2 separate regions of the Cricetulus griseus genome follow, and region 2 is linked to region 1. The links are chromatin contacts, called in public Hi-C maps. All regions are on one chromosome and are shown on one strand. Each heading gives the region's core, a stretch centred on a gene start, on an enhancer-like site or on the middle of the called end of the contact. The rest is flanking DNA. Distances are from core to core; before and after follow the strand shown.

Region 1 (6,329 bases), core at 995-3,494:
GACCCTTAAAAATTAGGGAGAAGACCTGGGCATTTGTAGTAATTAGCTTCCTCACAGAAGCAACCAGTATGGAAGGGGGTGGGTAGGGAGAGAGGGACTCTGAGGTGTATTATAAGGGATGGGTTCACGTGATTATTGAGGCAAATCTGAAGACCTGAAGGGTGAGTCAGTAAGCTGCAACCTCAGGAATATGTGGTTTAGTTCTGGCCTTAAGTTGAGGGGCCTGAGAACCAGGCCAGCCAGTACTGTGGTTCTTGTCTAAAGGCCAGCAGGCTCCAGAGCAGTGAGTGGCTAATGCCACAGTGCAGGCTGGCAGCAGGCCAGAAGGCATGTGCCAGGTTAAAGGCAGAAGGAAAGTTCTCTCCTGCTCTACAAATGCAAAGCCAGAGCCCTGTTTGTGTTAGGAGAGTGCTCTGTCAAGGAGCTACATCCCTAGCCCTTTTGTTTCACTCAGGCCTTCAAACTAACCTGGTCAGGTAAGGCCTAACCACATTAGGCAGGTCAAAGTGATATATTCAGTTTACCAAGTAAAATGCCAGTCTGATCCCAAACAGAAATACTCATGAGAACACCCATAATAATGGTTGACCAAATATTCCATAACCCAGTGATGGCACAAAATGAGCCATCACAGCGTGGTATATTGCTGTAGATAAGGGTAAGGGTTCCCATTGTACCCTTTGCCCAGAAGATACCAGTGATAGCAGAAATAATTTCCTGTCTGCCAGGATCTCACTACTTTGTATTACTACACCTAGACTAGCAAGGGTGACAGCCTACTGTACTTCCAGTGTCTTTCCCAGAGAACAAAGAAGTTAACTGGATGTCATCTTCATTGATATAGAGATGCCTGACCAAAAGGGCCAAATGATAGGTACATATAAACTACCTATCTAGGTTCTGAGAAACTCAGCTGACTCAAAAAGCAAAAAATGGTCATGCTTCATGGCTTTAAAAATTGCTGGCGCATGCCCTTAATCCCAATACTTGGGAGGCAGAGGCAGAGGCAGATGGATCTCTGAGTTTGAGGCCAGCCTAGTCTATAGAGCTAGTTCTAAATAACCAGGGCTACACAGAGAAACCCTGTCTCAAAAGAAAAAGAACATTGGGGTCACAAGAGTAGAAAGGGGATGTGGGAGGAGTCCTGGGAAGTGAGTGATTGAGGTTCATGATAGGAAAGTCTCAAATAAAAATATTATGTAAATGCTTTATTTTTGTGGTTTGGGTAGTGATGTCTATGTCTCAAGAAGCTCCAGACAGATGTCAGTCTCTCATCGGAGTCTCAGCCCTACAGAGGGCATATCACATGAAGACTCTGTTGAACCAAAAAGCTAAGAATTTATCCCATCATATTTGAGTATCTCCTTAGTAATGTTAATGAGTTGCTTAGTTTTCTAACAAAATTTTTGAATATGCAAATAAAATAGGAGTGTTAGAAATATAATGAATATTCAGTTCTAAATTGCCAAGATCTGGGTTGAAATGTCATATAGTATATGTGACACAGTTCATTGGTTGACTGGACAAATACTGATGACCAATTGTGAATGTCCTTAACACTTTAAGCCCTTGGGATTCCAGCTAACAGCACTGTGGTCCACCAAGGGATTGTAGATCTTCCTACTAGTGCTGATGGAGTTCCTTGACTCTATTGGATTCCTGTGGACAGCAACTGTGGCCTTTCCACTTTAAGGATGATGCTTCTAGTGTCTATTGCCTTGGACCATGAAGCAAGCTTGGGCTCTCTCTCTCTCTCTCTCTCTCTCTCTCTCTCTCTCTCTCTCTCTCTCTCTCTCCTCCCTCTCTCTCTCTCTCCTCCCTCCCGCTCTCTCTCTCCTCCCTCTCTCTCTCTCTCCCCTCCCTCTCTCTCTCCCCTCCCTCTCTCTCTCCCTTCCCTCTCTCTCTCTGTCTTGTCTCTTTAAACAAGGGATGTAAACACATAAGCACACAACACCCCCCCACACCTTCTCCTTCATCTCATGATTCTGGCTACAGATGCCTCCCGGAGGAGGCAAAAGAAAAGGTTATATTGGTGAAAGGATGGACTCCTCAGAAATTCCCATCTCATTTCATGTCACCTGAAACATGAAAAGGGTTGACCAGAGATGTATTTTTGGCCTAGGTTGCCTTCTGTTAAGACAGGTGGCAAGAAGCAATTTTTCCTGCATGTATCAGTTTTTCGTGGCCTTGATTCCATCAGGGAAGTCTGGGACAGTGCAGTTTCCACTTCAGTCGGTAGGGGCCACGCTATCCCTGGGCAGCCTTGGGCTCTTGGCTTCCAACCCTACAACTGCAGCCAATCCCAAGTGAGAAAGGAAACCTCACCCAAGCTCCAAGTCCCCATCAGCCTCCATACCTCAGCCCAAATCCCAAATGAAGGACAATTCAGGCGACTGAAACCTTGGCAGTGCATAGCTGGTGTGGGAAAACCTGTCCACAGGCAGACTTTGGCATTTAGGGCACCACCCCCATCTTGGGACTCAAGATGGTTCCATTATGCTGACAGCTGCTAGCTGGAGGCTACCCAGAGAACAGATTGGAATTCTTGTCCTGGGCCTTAGGTTGTCCCTCTGTGGAAGCAACAGACCTATGAGAAGGCACCCATCCATTCTGCTCCTGGCTTTGTCCAAAGACCCTCACATACCAGCTAGGGACTAACATCCAATGCTAATACGGGTTAGGGTCCAATGGCTGATGTGTTCTTTCTTGTGGTTAGTTCAAGACTAGAATGTTTTGTCCCCACTCCCTGGCATAGAGTGGGCCTTATAATTACCAACCAAATAAAGCTAGTCTCACTAAACCTTACAGGGAGGGCCAGGCTCAGGGCCTGAAAGGTAGCTCAGTGGGTAAAGACACTAGCCATCAGACCCAATGAACTGAATTTGATCCTCAGAAAACACATGGCAGAGGAAAAGAGCCTTTTCTTGCAAGTCTGACCTTCATTTCACTCCTTCACTCTGGAGTGTGTGTGTGTGTGTGTGTGTGTGTGTGTGTGTGTGTGTGTGTGTGTGTGCTGTCACCAGCTCATACAACTCCCCACCCCTATACAAAATTAGAAACTTAAAAAATTGATTTAAAAAGCCACAAAGGCCTGGCTCACAGTGCAGAGGCAAGAGCACATTGAAAGTGTGGGTGGGAGCAAGGCTCACTGACTGGGCAGCTCTCCAGTACAATGGGAGTCTTTAAGCTGGCCTCTGGGGCTGTGTGCTGCCTAGAAGCACTGGGGACAGAGTGTACATGTCCTGGACTTGCTGGGAACCGCCTCCACCCTGGCCCTGTGGAATCCTTTTCTGGGTAATTTTCTGTGTTTTGTTCTGGGAGAATATCCTAGCAAAGATTTGTAGCAGCCAGCTCCCTTCCTGAATGACTTCCTGGTGATCTGTGGCTGGGGGTAGGGGTGGGGTCACAGCAGACATGAACCCTACTTCCAACCCCCAGGAGAGCATGGGGTTTCAGCTTCAGGCACCAGGGGCCCAGGGCAGATTTGAAGCTCTGGGGACTGGGAGTAAGGGGAACAGCTAGCAAATTTAGAAGCACAGGAGAAGGGGATTCTGATTTATGTCTGGTCCCAAGTCAACTTTACCTGCTTCCAGGCCCAGACACTAGCAAAGAGAGTGCTTCCCAACAACCCCCCAACAAACACACCTGGCTATAGCCAGAGAAGGGCAGGAAGAAACCATATCTGACCCCACCAGTCTCTGGAGGTCTATCTCAGTCATCTCCCATCCACCCTTCTGCAGGGTCCTTAAAGTGTTGTTGCCTTGCCTGAAGGCCATGTGTAATGTTGTGTATCCTTACAGTGACCCCCCACCAATGACCTTATCTCGTCTACAGAGAGAAAAGGCCACAGGCTACAAGCTTACCCCTCAGCCATCCCCAGCTCCTGCCCCATGATCTGTTCCCTCCTTGACAATAGCCTGGAGGTGTGCTTGCGTGTGCCTCCCACTCCACTGCCTCCCACTCTTGCCACACCTCATCCCTCCCTCCCCAGAGTCCTCTAGCAACAACCAGTGCCTGTGCCAGCTCAGCAGAACCCACCATCCCTGACAACCTGCCACTGCGTCAAAGGCTGGCTTCGTAAGAGATGCTGACACTTCCACCTCATGACCAGTTCTCATCTCAGGCAGTTGGTTCATAAATGCTACGCTAGCCCAGGGCTGTGCTCTGGGCTCTCTTTTCTCCCTCCCTGAGAACAGTGATGGCTTTTCTCACTATGCTGATAACTCTGCACCTGGTGTACCACTGCCTGCCTGACATCACCAGGCTGCAGACGCTGTCTTGGACATTAAGTGCTCCTCATTTTGTATCACACTTTCTATCCTGGGAGTTTTCTGTCTTCCTCCTTGCTCTGCCAAGAGCCTCCAGTAGTCCATAGAGGGCCTCATAAACCCTGCTGCTCTCTCACTCTGGGCCTGTTGGACCCAAAAGTGAAGTCCAACTCCAGGAGATGCACCCCACAGAGTCACTCACAAGGACACAAGTTCGATGCAAAAGCAAAAGGATTTTATTCCAATGTGTTGGGGTCGTTCCCTGGGAAGAGAACGGCCCTGAGTTTCCAAAACAGGTAGTTTTTATATCTTTTTGGTCACTAGGCAGGAGTGTGACAACATATTGATTGGCTATAACATACATGAGTCATTCTCTGATTGGTTGGGAGCTGAACTTACAATTTTGCCCACGAGGGGTTTGGAATGTTATTTTGGTTTTTACACCTGCAAGGCCATGGGACAGCTAGTGGTTTTTCTGAGAACAGAGTGACTTATACTTATTTTCAAAACTTGGGTGCTCTGGAGCAGGGTAACCCATAACAATTTTTAGAAACCAGACAGTTGTTGAAGGTGATAGAAACTAGTAATAACAATTTCCAGAGACTTGTCATCATGACCGACCATTTCATGTGTTCTTTGTCCCAGAGCTGTGTGTGGCCAGATTTTTAAATATATGCTGGTGGGTATCAGGCTAGGCTTGAATTGGGGTCTTTCAGGCCTTCACACTAGGTCCTAGTCCCAGCTTTGATCACTCTACAGGTCACTAGCTAGGGCAAGTCATTTGGTCTATATATCTATGCCTAACCCTATAACTATCATCTGTGTCTATGTATCTATTTGAATGGAATGTCATATTACCCAGGCTGGCCTTGAACTCACAATCATCCAGCCACAGCCTCCTGTTGTTCCCACTTAGCTTGCCTTCTCCCTCTCTTTCCCCCCACCCCCACCATCTCTAAGTTGAAACAGGATCTTTACTATGCAACTCTGGCTGTCCTGGAACTGATTATGTAGAACAGGCTGGTCTCAAACTTAGAGATCCATCTGCCTCTGGCTCCTGAATGCTGAGACCAAAGTTATGGACCACTACATCCCCCTCTCTTTCTTTTTGGACAAGGTATCACTGTGTAGCTCAGGCTGGACCTTATGCTCATTCTCCAGTCTTGGATGACATCATGACTGACATTTTTTTCTTTTGATGTGGGGCAATCTTGCTGTTTTCTAGAGTTGTGAAATAATTTCTTGAATTATTCTTAAAATGAAATCAAAACCAAAACGGGCTGCAGAGATAGCGGTCAGTAAAATGCTTGTTCAGAAAATGTGAGGACCTGAGTTCAAGCTCTAGCACCCACAATTTTTTTAAAGCAGGGCAGCCAAGAATGATGGTACACACCTTTAGTAAATACTCGGGAGGCAGAGGCAGGCAGATCTCTGCTGTTAGAAGCCAACCTGATCTACGCAATGAGTTCCAGGACTCATAACTACATAGTTGTTGGGCTTAAAAAAGGCCGGGACACAAACCCTAGTGGAATTTTTTGAACCTGGCTAGAGTTTGGCGACCTGTCTCAGCAAAACTGCCTCTGCCCAGCAACTGCTAACGGGTAGAATATTATTGACCCTTACCCCTCACCCCATCCTGAGGTCCCCACCCACTTTCTCAAACCTATATAAGCACATGCCAGTTACAATAAAGCGAGAGTCTGCTTCAACAAGTCTCCAGACTCAGTGTGGTTCTCTCTGGTAACTAGGAGGGGGAGCCGTTCTGAGTTCGACACTCACCATCCCACTCAGCCCCAGGAAGAGACCGGCTGGACTGGACCTTCCTCAGCCCTACTCCAGCACATAGTGAGATCCTGTCTCAAGAACAAACACACAAAATAAAAATACATAAAAATAGAAAACACAGGGCAGGGGGACTGGCAGACAGCTCAGTAGGTAAGGGTGGGCCACTATCACCCTGCAAAACTAGTAATTTTTAAATCTATTAGGACAGAACAAAATGGCTTTCTAGATATCAAGATAATAGACAGCCTCAAATACTGGAATTAAGAGAGAGCCCTC
Region 2 (6,329 bases), core at 932-3,431, 48 kb after region 1:
TGGTGTACTGGTAGCCGTGAGTGGGGAGGTGGGGAGACAGACTTGTAGGTAGTTGGTAGTTTGGAGCAGGCTTCAACACCTGCTACCACTCCTACTCTGCAGTCCCGTGACCATTTCAGCATTGTCTTCACAAAGACTTGCCAGCTCTCCCCAAAGAGCTGTTGCTGCTGTGTGCTTGGAAAGCTTCTGGAATGGGGAGGGGAGAGTCAAAAATTGGCAGAAACAGATTTGGTATGGAGAAGCCAGGGTCTGCATGTCAAATTCTTGTCTCAGCTGAACTTTCTGACATTCTTTCCAAGTCCCAATGGCCCTACTTCTACCATGCCTAAAAATAGATCAGTGAGGGCTAGGTGAGGCTGAGGCAGTGGGTCTCTGTTAGCTTCAGTCCAGTTGGGGTTGCATAGTGAAACTCTCTTTTGTTTGCTCATTTGTTTTTTGAGATAGGGTTGAGCTGTGTTACAGCCCTTGCTGTCCTAGAACTCAATCTGTAGATCAAGCTGATCTCGAACTCGCAGAGATCCACTTGCCTCTGCCTCCTGAGTGCTGGGATTAAAGGCGTGCATCTCTGTCTGCCAAAGATTTATTTTTATGTATATGAGTACTCTATCTGCATGTGAAACTTTATGCCAGAAGAGGGCATTAGATCCCACTATAGGAGGTTGTGAGCCACCATGTGGTTGCTGGGAATTGAACTTAGGACCTCTGGAAGAGCAAGCAGTGTTCTTAACCACTGAGCTATCTCTTCAGCCCCTTCAAGATCCTGTCTTTAAAAAAAAAAAGGCCTCGACGGGTGTTTGTGGCACACACCTTTAATCCCAGCACTCGGGAGGCAGAGGCAGGCGGATCGCTGTGAGTTCGAGGCCAGCCTGGTCTACAGAGCGAGTGCCAGGATAGGCTCCAAAGCTACACAGAGAAACCCTGTCTTGAAAAACCAAAAAAAAAAAAAAAAAAAAAAAAAAAAGCCTCGTGTGGTGGCACATACTGTAGTCCCAATACTTGGGAAGCAAATACAGGTAGATCACTGTGAATTCAAGGCCAGCCTGGTCTACATAGACCCAGGATTGCTAGGACTATATAGTGAGAACTTGCCTTATAAAGAAATAAAATTTAAAACAACAAAAACTAAGTCTGATGGGGTATACATCCCATGCTCCCTAGAGTCAGGTTTTCAGTGGAGAATATGCAAATCTTCAGGACCCTTGATGTCCTCTTCACTGGAACTCAGGGATGCCAAGGATTTCAAGGATTTAGAGGTCTGGGCTGATGAATGTCAAGGATGCTTTCTCTTTTTTTTTTTTTTTCTTTGAGACACGGTCTTACTGTGAAGCCCAGGCTGATCTTGAAATTACCTTTCTCCCGCCTCTGCCTCCTGGATGCTGGGATTACACCATCATTCAGGGTTCAAAACACGTTCTCCAAACCCGGTGCATTCCTGCCCTGTTAGCCTTCTTTCTGCCCCTCACCCCTTCTTTTTCCCAGAAGTGCCATTTGTAAGGTTGAGGCAGGAGGATAAGATTATGTAACATAACTGCCTCTAAAAAGGGGAGACGGACACACACACACATTTATGAATGAATATGACCTCAAGGTCATAGACTTTGAATCCCTTGTGACAACAAAACAGTGATCGATATTAGCTGGAGCAGGGTCCAGAAGGGAGTGCTCCAGCAGAGGGAACAGCTGGAAAGGAAGCCAGGACACACGCGCGCGGTGGGGAGCAAAGATGGTTTTGACTCTCGTCCTCCACACTTGCCCACCACCTCAGTGACAGCAAGGACTTGGTGCTAAGGCACTGTGAGGCCTAGACCCTCTGAGAAGACCCCTCCCCGTGAGGGGCTTCCAAATGTCTGCTGAGTATTCCTCAAAGCAAAGCGGCACATCCTGTGTCTGGGGACGCACCGGCTGCACGCCCTGTGAGCCTCCTTAGGAGGCGGGAAGGAAGGCAATGCTCTCACCTGCGCTGGGAAAGGAGGAAGGCTGCCCTGCACAGGGAGCTAGGACCTGGAATCACCTGGCTGGAGTCTGAGGTCGGAGGGGCCAAGAAACCACCCGTGAAGCCCCACCCCGCCCCGTAGAACCTCTCAGGGCCGCGAGGGGGCGCGGCGCTCCAGTGCTGCAGCCGACTCGCTCCCGGGGCGGGGCGGGGCGCGGGCGGTTGCGCATGCGCACGCGTGGCGTGTCACGGGGCGGGGCGGGGCGAGCGGAGCGCGGCGCGGCTGTCAGGGCCTGGCTTCCCCGCACCGCAACCTTCGTCGCGTACTCAGAACCGGCGACCCGGCCCCATGTACCGCGCGCTGTATGCCTTCCGCTCGGCGGAGCCCAACGCCATGGCGTTCGCTGCGGGCGAGACCTTCCTGGTGCTGGAGCGCAGCAGCACGCACTGGTGGCTAGCTGCACGGGCGCGTAGTGGCGAGACGGGGTACGTGCCGCCTGCCTACCTGCATCGTCTGCAGGTGAGTGTGTCCCTCCCTGCCAGACCTCTCAGCCGAACCCCTCTACCGGTACGCAGAGCCGATCCAGGAAGCTCAGCCAGCTCCTTCAGGACTGCTACAAGACAGGGAGTGTGAGAATCTGACCTTAAGTCCCAAGAGCCATAAGGACTGAGACCCCGGGGCCATCAGCACCCACCAAGAACTAGGCCTTCCACATCTAATCGCAGGCCTGTAAAAAGCTTTACTCTGGGGCTGACACCTCAGGCTGCCCCTGTATCCAGAATCAGAGCCTCCATATAAATAGAATTCCTTAGCTGGACCCAGAGACTCCAGCCCATTGCCCAAGTCCCTAAAGACCCCAAGGTCTTCTTATTCCCCTTTACTAAGTCCCTAGGATCCCACACTCTTGCCTCCTTTCCCGCTCCGCCCTGCCCTTCACCGACACTGCCATCTCAGACACCACCTGTTTCCCCAACCACCCTCCAGGTTCTCAGCCCCCAACCCCACACTTGAACCCCAGAGCCATAGGCATTCCCATCCCTTTCTCGACCCCCAATTCCTGCAATATGTCTGTATCCTGACCTCACACACCTGTCAAACTGTACCCAAGGACTGTTCCCCCAGCCCTTTTGGAACCAAGCCCCCTCCCTCCCTGGCCCCTGCTGACAAGGCTCCCTGGTACAGCAGCCTCCACTTCCCCCCAGGCCTCCAGTCCTGACTTCTCCATGGATTTCCTTACTCTGAATTCTGGGGAGCCCAACCCTGGAATGGGAGCTGCCCACATTGTGAGGAAGTGAGCCTCCTCCATGGCTTCCCCTGCTCTGAAGATGGCCTGGTTTCCTTCCAGTGGAGGCTGCAGCTCCAGTTCCTGTTTCCTCAGGAGAAGTCCTGCTGCAGTTCTCCAGTTAGTCTGCTCTGACTGGAGGAAGAAGCAGGGCCCAAAGCAGCCTGGCCTGTGCCAGACTCCTGCCCTGCCCTGGTCCCTAGCTGTGGAAACATCCTGTCTCAGCCCAGTTAAGGACAGAAATAATGTGATAAAGAGGAAATCTTGTCTGGCCTTACCGAAGGGGAGGACCCTTGCTTCTAGGGGCTTCCTCACAGACCCCCAGTCTCATCTTATCTAGAGGTGCTTGGGTACCTCTAGAGATACAAGGTCAGTTGGATCTAAAATGTGTCACACTCAGCCCAGCCTTTTGAGCACTGGGGTCTTATTGGAGACTCCTAGGGCAAGTCCTGCATCTTCCTCAGAGCCTGTGGATCCCCTGCTTCAGCAAGGCCAGTGGGGCCAGGAGTTTGGGGTGAAAAGGACAGTCTGTATGCATCTCTGCCTCATTTTTACTCTACCTGGTGCTTGCCTTCTTCCTCAGACTTCCCCATTCTGCTATGGACTGAGTCTTCTCTCACTGCCTCCTCTCTCTCTCATCTGTCATTCTATCCATATATACATGTGTTTCTTACTCCCCCATCTCTTGTTTCCCTGCCCCCCCTCCACCCCTGCACCCCTTATGCCACATGGAGGACTTTGCTGACTCCTGTATCCATCTGACCCCTTCAGAGAAGCTTCTTAGGCTCCCTCTGGAGCTAAGCATGGTGGCTTATGCCCACAGTCTCAGCATTTGGAAGGGTTGCCATGACTTCCAGGCCAGCTTCAGCGGCACCAAAGCTCATCTCAAAAAACCGGCCACCCAGCCAACCAAAAAAACAAGAAAACTCCACTCTGGAGTGTGTTCAGCTCTGCTCTGCAGTTCCTGTGTAGCCTGGAGGGCCTTGTGTGCTGGCCAGAACCACAGCAGCAACCCACATCTCCTCCATGTAAGACAGTGGAGTAGAATGGACTCGTGGGTTACGGAGGATGACAGCATAGGCCAGGAACCAGGCCTGTCTTTCAAATCCCTGCTTTAGCACAAGCACAGAGTAGCTTCCCAGAGGTGACCTGAAGGTCTGGCAGGACAGCGTGGGAGGTGAAGTGTGGAGGGATCCTTTTGACCCCTTCTTACCTCCCGGTTGTCTGGGAGGGCTGTGGGGGACGAGGCTGTTGTGAAGTGTGTGACCTTGGTTTTGTGAAGGATCAACAGCATGTAGAGTGACTGATTTAGGATTCTAGACACTGAGTCTTCCTTTTGGCATCTTACTCTGGGCTCTGAGCCAAGCCCAAGGATAGGCTAGGTGTACACGCCTGGTCCCAGTCCCGGATATCTGTGCTTCCGCTCTAGACGATAGTTTTCAGAAATGCCTTTGCCAGGAGTCTCTGTACGGGCTAAAATCCTGAGTGGGCCCTAAGTGTACAGTGCCGTCACAGCGTCTGCCCTGTGCCCCTGCTTCCTGAGTCCTACAACTTGACCACTTCATTCCATATTCCATTGTCCGTCTGCTAGTACCCAGCATTCTAGGGTTCACCTGTAGTGGGTCCTCCACCTACTTCCAGCCTGGGCTGGGTCTGGGCTGATCAACCCCACTTGGCCCCCATGTCTAACTGCCCTCCTACCTTTAGGGCATGGAGCAAGATGTCCTCCAAGCAATTGACCGGGCCATTGAGGCTGTGCACAACACAGCCATGCGAGACGGTGGCAAGTACAGCCTGGAACAGCGTGGAGTCCTCCAGTGAGTGTCTGGGAGGTGAAGATAACGCCTCCCTTGAGCTTGGTGGTGGACGGGCTCCTTTATAGGGCCAGAGATATTGTAGGGGCTGGGCTAGGGTTAGTATGAGGCGACACAGAATGGGATAGGAAGATGGAAGTCTGAGGGCCTGCACTGTGAGGCTCCAGCATCCCACAGGTATCAGATGAGGACTTTGGGAGTAGGGAGGAGCCTCCTCCATGGCTTATTTGTCTCTCTATCAGGAAGCTGATCCATCACCGGAAAGAGACATTGTCTCGACGGGGTCCCTCTGCCTCCAGTGCTTCAGTTATGACCCCGTCTACCAGTGACCACCATTTGGATTCTGCTGTCTCTAGGCAACCTAATGGGCTGTGTCGAACTGGGTTTGAACGGCAGCACAGCCTGCCCAGTTCTGAGCATCTTGGGACAGATGGAGCCCTCTACCAGGTATGGGGTGAGGGTATCTTTTAGAAGGAGGTATGAGGAACTAAGGCTTTTCCAGAGACTCAAGGGGTCCACTTGGGTCACAGGGGCAGCTAGCAGCCTGTCCTCCCTGATCCCTCTCTGTTCCCTCAGGTACCACCACAGCCTCGCCGGGCAGCACCTGCCACCCCACCCCCACCAGTGAAACGCCGAGATCGTGAGGCCCTGGTGATCTCAGGGAGTGGTGAGAGGGCCAGGCTGGGGTAATTGGGATAGGAGTACCCTGTGCTTGGAATGGTTGCTCTACCCATATTAGACAAATGGGAGTTCTGAACTTGGGGAGAATATAGAGTCCCAGTGTTTGGGCAGTTGGGGGCTCCAGGCTTGGTGAGGAGATAAGGCCTAGCAGAGGAACTGGGTCCTGTACTAAGGTCAGGGTCCCTAGGCAAGGAAGCATGGGGCCCCCCAACAGGTTACCCCAGCATACATAGCATTTACTTTTTACTCACAGGTGGCCGCACCACAATCCCCTCTGGGGGTAGCTCTGTGTCCAGTGGCTCATCAGTCAGCAGCACCTCCATGGACACACTCTGTACTGGCTCTGGCCCCTCTGACCTCGGTCCCAGCTCCTCACCCACACCCCCACCTGTGCCTCGCCGAGCTGCCCACACTGCTGTGTCCCAGGCCCAGCCCTCTCCCTCCAAGGCACCATCTCCTGAGCCCCCTGCAGAGGAGGTGGCAGCTGATACAAACTCAGCCTCCGATGCCCTGGAAGCTCTGGATGCACTGAGCCTGGAGACCACAGAGGAGAAGCCGGCCGCTGAGACAGTTGTGCCAAGGACCATTGGGGCAGAGCTGATGGAACTCGTGCGGAGA

The links. A called contact is a pair of places that touch in the nucleus more often than the background predicts.
Region 2: a Hi-C map of the CHO-K1 cell line shows a contact between it and region 1, with 2.6 times the contacts expected there. The contact joins the promoter of Nckipsd here to the enhancer-like site in region 1. A contact is called at or near these places in 4 of 8 Hi-C or Micro-C datasets (the CHL-YN cell line, the CHO-K1 cell line, fibroblasts and 1 more).

What each region holds. Positions count from the first base shown.
Region 1 is chr4:216,924,312-216,930,640 of CriGri-PICRH-1.0, forward strand. No RefSeq gene overlaps it. Among named protein-coding and RNA genes, the nearest start is that of Ip6k2, 16 kb to the right of the region's middle. Within about 2 kb of position 2,245, at least 3 of the 6 cell types and tissues checked have open chromatin away from gene starts, as enhancers often do. A contact at or near this core is called in the CHO-K1 cell line, where this site is marked.
Region 2 is chr4:216,971,955-216,978,283 of CriGri-PICRH-1.0, forward strand. Nckipsd (NCK-interacting protein with SH3 domain) reads left to right here and starts at 2,182. Exons shown (of 13, transcript XM_027414603.2): 1 at 2,182-2,453; 2 at 4,924-5,033; 3 at 5,273-5,477; 4 at 5,607-5,697; 5 at 5,965-6,329. The coding sequence starts at 2,283.